Linked DNA regions of Sus scrofa: region 1 is linked to region 2. Evidence: chromatin contacts called from public HiChIP or PLAC-seq data. All regions are on one chromosome and are shown on one strand. Each heading gives the region's core, a stretch centred on a gene start, on an enhancer-like site or on the middle of the called end of the contact. The rest is flanking DNA. Distances are from core to core; before and after follow the strand shown.

The links. HiChIP or PLAC-seq counts read pairs in DNA pulled down with a chosen protein or histone mark.
Region 1: an H3K27ac HiChIP or PLAC-seq map of alveolar macrophages shows a contact between it and region 2. The contact joins the promoter of SH3BP5L here to the promoter of PGBD2 in region 2. A contact is called at or near these places in 2 of 5 promoter capture datasets (fetal liver and liver), 5 of 47 Hi-C or Micro-C datasets (embryonic fibroblasts, fibroblasts, liver and 1 more) and 1 of 2 datasets of contacts at active chromatin or transcription factors (alveolar macrophages).

The regions. Positions count from the first base shown.
Region 1 is chr2:52,320,958-52,324,526 of Sscrofa11.1, reverse strand. SH3BP5L (SH3 domain-binding protein 5-like) reads right to left here and starts at 1,518. Exons shown (of 7, transcript XM_003123598.6): 1 at 1,389-1,518; 2 at 311-923. The coding sequence starts at 493.
Region 2 is chr2:52,209,003-52,212,777 of Sscrofa11.1, reverse strand. PGBD2 (piggyBac transposable element-derived protein 2) reads left to right here and starts at 1,405. Exons shown (of 4, transcript XM_021083387.1): 1 at 1,405-1,811.

The sequences.
Region 1 (3,569 bases), core at 269-2,768, 110 kb before region 2:
AGAAACAATAGTTCTACTCTCTATTGATCTAAAGTGTGTTTCCTGCATCTGCTGCCAATGTGTCACTTCATTAGTGAAGCTTTCAGCAACACACCCAAGGCACTCAGGCTAGACCTCTCTCTGTACTCCCACTACACACAATTCTTTTACCGCTTATCACACTATATTGCAGTAATTGTTGACAAACTTGTATTCCTTTCCTGCCCCAGTGCACTGGGAAAAGAGTAAATCTAACCCCTCATTTATCTGACAGCTATTAAGAAAAGCTGGAATCTAACTCCCTATCACTCCTCTAGCTCAATCTTCTCACCTGTATTCTAGGATCCAGTTCTTCTTCTTCTCTTGGGGACAATTTGGCTTCACTGCTATTACTTCCACCTCCTCCGGGCTCCTCAGCAACTGGACTCCTAGGGACTTCATCCTCTACCACTTCAGGCCTAAGCTCCCCCTGTGGTGTTTCCCGCCCCCCAGGAATCTGCCTGAGTTCAGCCATGCTGTGAGGGAGAGGGCACAGCCCTAGGCATAAGAGAGGACTGGCATGCTGGGACCAGGGCCCCAGCTTGGGGCTTCCTGGGCTCTAGTTTGCAAGAAGTGTTTCTCTTCTCAAAGGGTGGAAAAAAAGCGGGCACAGGAAGAACCTCACACTGGGTTAGAGGCTGAGATTCAAGTTGTCGGCAGGGTTCCTAAAGTTACAGCCTTGTGTGTGCAAAAGTCCTTCCCTTCCCGTTAGAGGGAGTCCACCAGGAGAGACCCAGAGCAATAGCTCCGAGGAAGGGGGCAGAGGGGGCCTGGATCCTGGGCCGAGGCCTGCGAGGAGGAGCACCATTCGGGAGGGCGGAGGCAGGCGCCTCCAGGCTGTGGTGGCAACTGGAGAGAGAAGGCAGGGCCTGAGCAGAGGCTGCGGGATGAGAGTCTTCAGGGAGCTGCAAGGGAAACAAAGGCCAAGTACATGGTCAGCAGCAGAACTTCGGCCATTAGCCTCTTCTAACCTCTTAGCTTCCCAAGAACTCCACTCTCTTCCTCCCACATCCCCACATTCAGACCAACCACCTCAACTTCTTCCCGCGTCCCAGGATCTCTCGCTCCAGCCCCTCCCCCACCAGCGCCTGCCCGACTTCCCTCCGTGCTCTCATCTTCCCCACCATCTCCCCTTCCTTCTCTTCTGCCAGCCCCATTCCACCCCCCACCCGGTTTTGCAAATTACCTCGTAAACCCCCAGCCCCACCCCACCTCCTCTTCTCTCTCCAACCCAGAGGACAATCCGAGCCTAACGTCTCCAACCCCACTCTTTCTCAATCCCAAGGACCCAGGACCCAGGACCCAGACTTCCTACACAACTGGGCGCAAGCCCTACCCCCGCCCCATTTCCCGGCTTTACCTCAGTTTACCTTCTGGTGCGCAGAGCTCTACCACCGCAAACAATCTTCCCCCGCCCTCCCCGCAACAAGCCGGTGGAACCAAACACAACGAGGCCGAAAGGAAGCGGAAATACATAATCCGGTAGCAACGCCCTCCTGCCCTCTCGCCCCTCCCTCCCACGCTGGCCCCCTAACTAGGCCACGTCTAGATTCAACTCTCGCCCGGCTTCGGTTTCCGTACAAAATGGTGCCCCCCTCCGGGGGTTCAGGCTCACCTTCCCAGGGCCTCCAGCCCACGCTTCACTAAGGATAAATGAAACTGAAGTATGAGAATATTGTTCTAAGGACTACTAGATCTGGTAATGGAAGTTGAAAGTGCCTGCTGAATAGGGAAGCGCTAGAAATAAAACGAATATTGGAAATCATCCTAAGGAGGGGGCTGCCATCTTGCTTTACGGCAAGGGGAAATCTGACTGCCCCCACAACCGCTTCCGGTTCTGCCCAGGAAGTCGGAAGTGAGCTTAAGGGCTGGTTGCGGTGTCCTGGCAGTTGGTGTGTAGCATCTAAAGGATACGCTGCTGGGACCTGGGGGTGGTTTCCAGACGTGATTCTCCTTGGTCAAGTGAAGTCAGCTCTACCGTTAGTAACAGCATCTAAAGGGCAGCTCTGATAGGTAAATCTCTCTGCTTAAGGCTGTCATTTAAAAAAAATATATGCCCTGGGAGTTCCCTTCATGGCTCAGTGGTTAACCAACCAGACTAGGATCCATGAGGATGCGGGTAAGAACCCTGACCTCGCTCAGTGAGAAGGCTCCTGCTTTGCCATGCGCTGTGATGTAGGTCGCAGACGCCGCTCGGATCCGTGGTTGCTGTGGCTGTGGTGTAGGCTGGCAGCTGTAGCTCTGATCGGACCCCTAGCCTGGGAACTTATGCAGCAGGTGTCCCCCCCCCCAAAAAAAAAGCACAACCTGAGAGTTTACAGTTAAGTCTTTATTTGGGGCAAGATGCGGGCTATAGCCAGAGAGGCTGCATTTCAGATACCTGTGAAAAACCGCTCCAAAGAGATAGTGGGGGAGTTCCTGTCTTGGCGCAGTGGTTAGTAAATCCGACTAGGAACCATGGGGTTGCGGGTTCGATCCCTGGCCTTGCTCAGTGGGTTAAGGAGCTGGCGTTGCCGTGAGCTGTGGTGTAGGTCGCAGACGCAGCTCGGATCCCGCATTGCTGTGGCTCTAGCGTAGGCTGGTGGCTACAGCTCCGATTCGACCCCTAGCCTGGGAACCTCCTTATGCCGTGGGAAGTGGCCCTAGAATAGGAAAAAAAAAAAAAAGAGAGAGATAGTGGAGAAGGTTAGCATATATGTGAATTTGGTGAAGGGGGAGGTACATATAACCAAGCACACATTATACAGAAGTTTGCTGCTAGTCAGGAGGAACAACGTCACCATGAAGGATTTTAGTGCTTTTCTAGACATGAGGAGATGTAAGAAATGAGCTCATAAAATCTGAAAATATCTATCTGAAGACTTGTTCTCCCAGTTTTCTTAGAGCACAGATTACCTCACTCCTGATCTCCACTTGGAGCTACTTTGAAGGGGTGTTTTGAGTCAGCAGCTGCATTGGTTCATTTTGCATAGAGGCAGATGGCAAGTGCCAAACTCCATTTCTCAAGGACTCTTGCTGGTGCCATCACCACAGCCTCATTGTGGTTGTGCTTCACCAACCCCTCCCCAAGCCAGGCCCTCTCCCACTGAAGTTCGTTGCAGTACGGTACTGTTTACTCTATGAGCACTAATTAGAAATTTAGTTAATCTGAACTCAGTGCTCTTGTGCATTCATAAAAGCCTGCAAGGAATTTGTTACATGGCTTTGTATATCAGTGAAAGGACCTGACCTGAAGTCACTTCTAGGTGTCACCAGGAGAGGCCTAAGGGAAGAATTCAGGATGGATGTTTTATTTTTGCAAAAGACTTAATTTACTCTGAGCCAGTTTAAGATTTGCCCTGAGGTGAAGAAGGCAAATGGACCTAATTTTCCTTCTTCCTTTTGGATCCCCCCTCATAAGAAGAAGAGCCAAGTAACTTTTTCTTTAATTATAGTAGATTTACAATGTTCTTTCAATTTCTGCTGTACAGCAAAGTGGCCAATCATACATATATTTATACATTCTTTTTCTCACATTTTCCTCCATCATGTTCCATCACAACTGTCCGTGT
Region 2 (3,775 bases), core at 156-2,655:
GGGCTTGCTCCTACCTTAGGCCTTACATGTTATTCTCTCTGCCTCAAGTATTTTCCCCCTGAATTCTGCATGGTTTATTCTTCATATCTTTTGGCTTTTCCTTCAAATACGATTTTTTTTTTTCAGGGAGATATTTCCTGACCAAACTATTTAAAACCGGACTCACCATCACTCTTACCAGATTTCTTTTTCTCTCCACAGCACTTTCTACCATTGACATACCATATGTTTTACTTGTTTATTATTTGTTTCTCTCACTGGAATATAAGCAGTGACTGTCACAGATAACATTTCATAGATACTTGTTGAATGAATGAGATATAGGTTCTGGGGAACAAAGCAAGGTTAGAAACACTGCCCTTATATTATTTAAAATAGCATCCCAGTCTCCCAGGGCTCATCTTCTACTCCCTTAACTTGCTTCATTTTTCTTCACAGCATCTATCATTTTTTTAAATTTATTTTTTTATTAGAGTATAGCTGATTTACAGTGTTGTGTCAATTTCTGCCATATAGCACAGTGACCTAGTCATATATACACACATGTTCTTTTTCTCATGCTATTGTCCATCTCAAGAGACTGGGTATAATTCTCTGACACTGTTTCTTGAGTGCCTCCACTATTAGAAAGTGAGTGCCATGAGAACAACTTTCTGTTCTCTGGTGTACCTGGTTTGCAGGGCATCAATATGTATTTGTGGAATAAACAATGACAAACTGGAGTGTGCCTTTGGCTCCAGAATCTCACAAATGGGGATGCTAACGTATTTTTCTGACCCAGGTGATTTGGAACACACTTTACAGTGACCAAAACTCCTATGCAGAAGTACCAGAGTGGAGAAGCAATACAAAACCTTCACTACTTTGCCTTCTTGTGGAATGTTTAGCATGGTTTGGCCCCAAGGATTTTTGTGTTTAGACAAACATTTGGAGGACAAGGCACCCTTTTTTGTAAAGCACACTGTCTTATATACGTGGAAAGGGGATTTTACTTCCCCAGGGTATGTTGTCTGCAGACCATCTTAATTTTAACCGATGAAGCAGGGAGGTAGTATGCTACTGGCACCTAGTGGGTTAGAGATGAAGAGTGCCCCAGATCCTAAACTCAGGGATGCCAGATTTATCAAATAAAAATACCTGTGGATTGAATTGCAAGATGAAATACATAACTCCTACATAAATTTTAATCTTAAAGTATACCTTTGTTTATCTGAAATTCAAGTTTAACTGGGTGCCCTATATTTTATTTGGTGGTCTTAACGATAATACACAGGACAGGTCCCCCGCAAGAAAGAATTATCCAGACCAAAATATCCAGGAGTTGGGCCAGGAATCTACGAATTGTTGGGCCTGGCCCCCTAGTCTCTGATTCCCGGTAGGTCTGGGGGTGGGACCCCAGGTTGCGCATTTTTATGAAGTTCCCAAGTGAAGCTGTTATTGGTCAGGAACCATAAAGGGGAACCAACGACCTAGAGAGAAAAATAGCTTCATGAATAGCAGCAATGAAAGTATGCAGGCTCCAGGAAGGCAAGGGACATTTCTGCAATTAAGCCCTTGCCTCTGAGGTACTTCCCAGTTCCCTCTAGGCGCCACCAAGGCGCCAAAGTCTCAGTGGTCGCTCGGATCGGGGGCGTGTCCTGGGCAGGGGCGTGTCCTGGGCGGGTAGCGGGAGCAGGGTCGAGGCAAGCTGAGAGCTCTCGTGCCGGACGTTGCGCTGCCGCGACGCCCGACGCCGGCGGGGCCGAGGCATTCCGGGCTCTTCGCTGTCCGTGGCATCTGGCGCCAACTTGCGGTTCTTTGGCCTGTTCAGGGTAAGTAGGAGTCGCTCGGCTCGCCCCGCTGACCGGCCCTGCTTGGATGTGGGCGTGGCGGACTCTGGCGTTGCGTTTTCTCAACGGTGCACGAGGCGTTGGCCCCCAGGGTAGGTGGGACCAGGACCGGGACAATGGACCTTCGGGCGCCGAGCTCGGAGGGCCTCACGGGGGCGCTCCCGCCGTGGGACGGGGAGGCGGGGCCGAGGTCGGGATGGGAGCCTTTGGGCAGGGTCAGGCTGCTGGTGGGCGGGGCGCCCTAAGTGGTTGTACTAAGGGAGGAGCGACCTGGACCCTTGGGCGGAATCGGGGGCGGGCCGGCCTGAGGCCTGATGGATTGCGGGCGGAGCTAGGGCTAGGGCGGAGTGAGAGAACATCTGTGGGCGGGGTCGGGCGGTGCGGCTCCCACGCCCCGCCCCCTCGGAAGAGAGGCTGTTCCTTTGGGGGGCGCGCTGAGTGGGGGCGTTTCTGACTTTTCTATGGCTTGGGCCTGCTTTTGGGATCGCCGAGGTTGCAGAGGGTCTTTGTTTCCCCGCCCTCCCCCCCCCCCCCCCCCGTTTTCGTTTAGTGTTGAGATGGGTAGAAGGAGGAGGAGGGCCGCCTATCTCACAAAGGCCCTTCCTGAGCTGTTTTGCGCCAGGCTTAGATTTGAGGCATTTACGTTTATAAAATGTCTTATTAAAAACATCTTTTTGTAAAGTAACTTAAAAACAGTTTACAAACTAGTACAAAGAATTTGAACATTCTAGGCACTTAGGTTCCACCAAATGGTAACGTCTTATTTAGAAGAACAATTAGCAAAACCCGCACACTTAATGTCTACAGGCCTTATTCAGAGCTTTTTTTTTGATCTCAACCATTTCCTTTTTATGGTATAGGATCCAAGTCAGGATTCAGTTACATTTAGTTGTATTTCGTTGGAAAAATTTATATTATAAACAGTGGAGGCTCCCATACCTCCAGGATCCTTCAGAGTGGCCCTGGGAGCACCACATTTCAAAGCGAAGAGGCTTTTCTTTCCGGAATGCCACCGCTGGGCCTCTGGGCAGCTTTGGCACAGGTGATTACCCTCTCTGCCTTGACCTTTTTGGTGCTTCGCTGCTCAGCCTCTCCTGGTTCTCCTGCCCTTACATCTCTGAAGATGCCCTCCTTGACCAGCTTATCTTTCAATGTGGGCTTCCTCTGTGGCTGATCTCTTGTGGCTTCAAGGATTATTATGGCTTTGAGAATTCCACAAATCTTCTGAAAACTCAACTTGTTTGACTTCAGCCTAGGTCATTTCTCTTTCTCAGACCCAAAGTCTATGACCTGTTGGTACTTTTCTGGGTTATCTCAAAAGCATTTCCATCCCAATGTGTGCAAAATATAGCTCCAGATCACCCACATCTTGTCCCCTTCTAGTGCCCCTGGCCTCTGTGAATGGCCCTACCCTAGCCACTCAATTTTAACCCTGGGAGGCCTCCTTGATTAGCCCTTTCCCTACCCCACAATCAATCTAGGCTTGTTGGTTTTTTTTTTTTTTTTTGAATCCCCTTTGGGCTAGCCCACTTTTCCCCATAGGCACCACCATACTGACTTTCTCTCTTTCTCTCTGTGCTCTCACTCAGTTGACTATACCACAGTCAGAATAAACTTTGTTAAAATGCAGGCCTAATTGTGTCATGCTCTGCCTGTAATCTTTTTTGATTATCTTTTGCTGTAGGATAAAGACAAGTATCTTTAACAGTGCCTTCAAGACCCTGCATAGCTGGCCCAGGCTTTTTGTGTACCCTCTCTCCCTCTGGTCTCTGTCCTGTCTTGACTGGCTTTGCTTTCCTCCTTATTTGCTGTTCTTGCTGCCTGGGGTTCAATTCCCTACCTAACAAGAAATTCTTATTCTTTGCTGGTCTCTGTTTAGTCATCTATTCCTTAGGGAAGTGTTTTGTGACTTTTCTGACTATATCCAGGCCCTGTTTTCCAGGTCC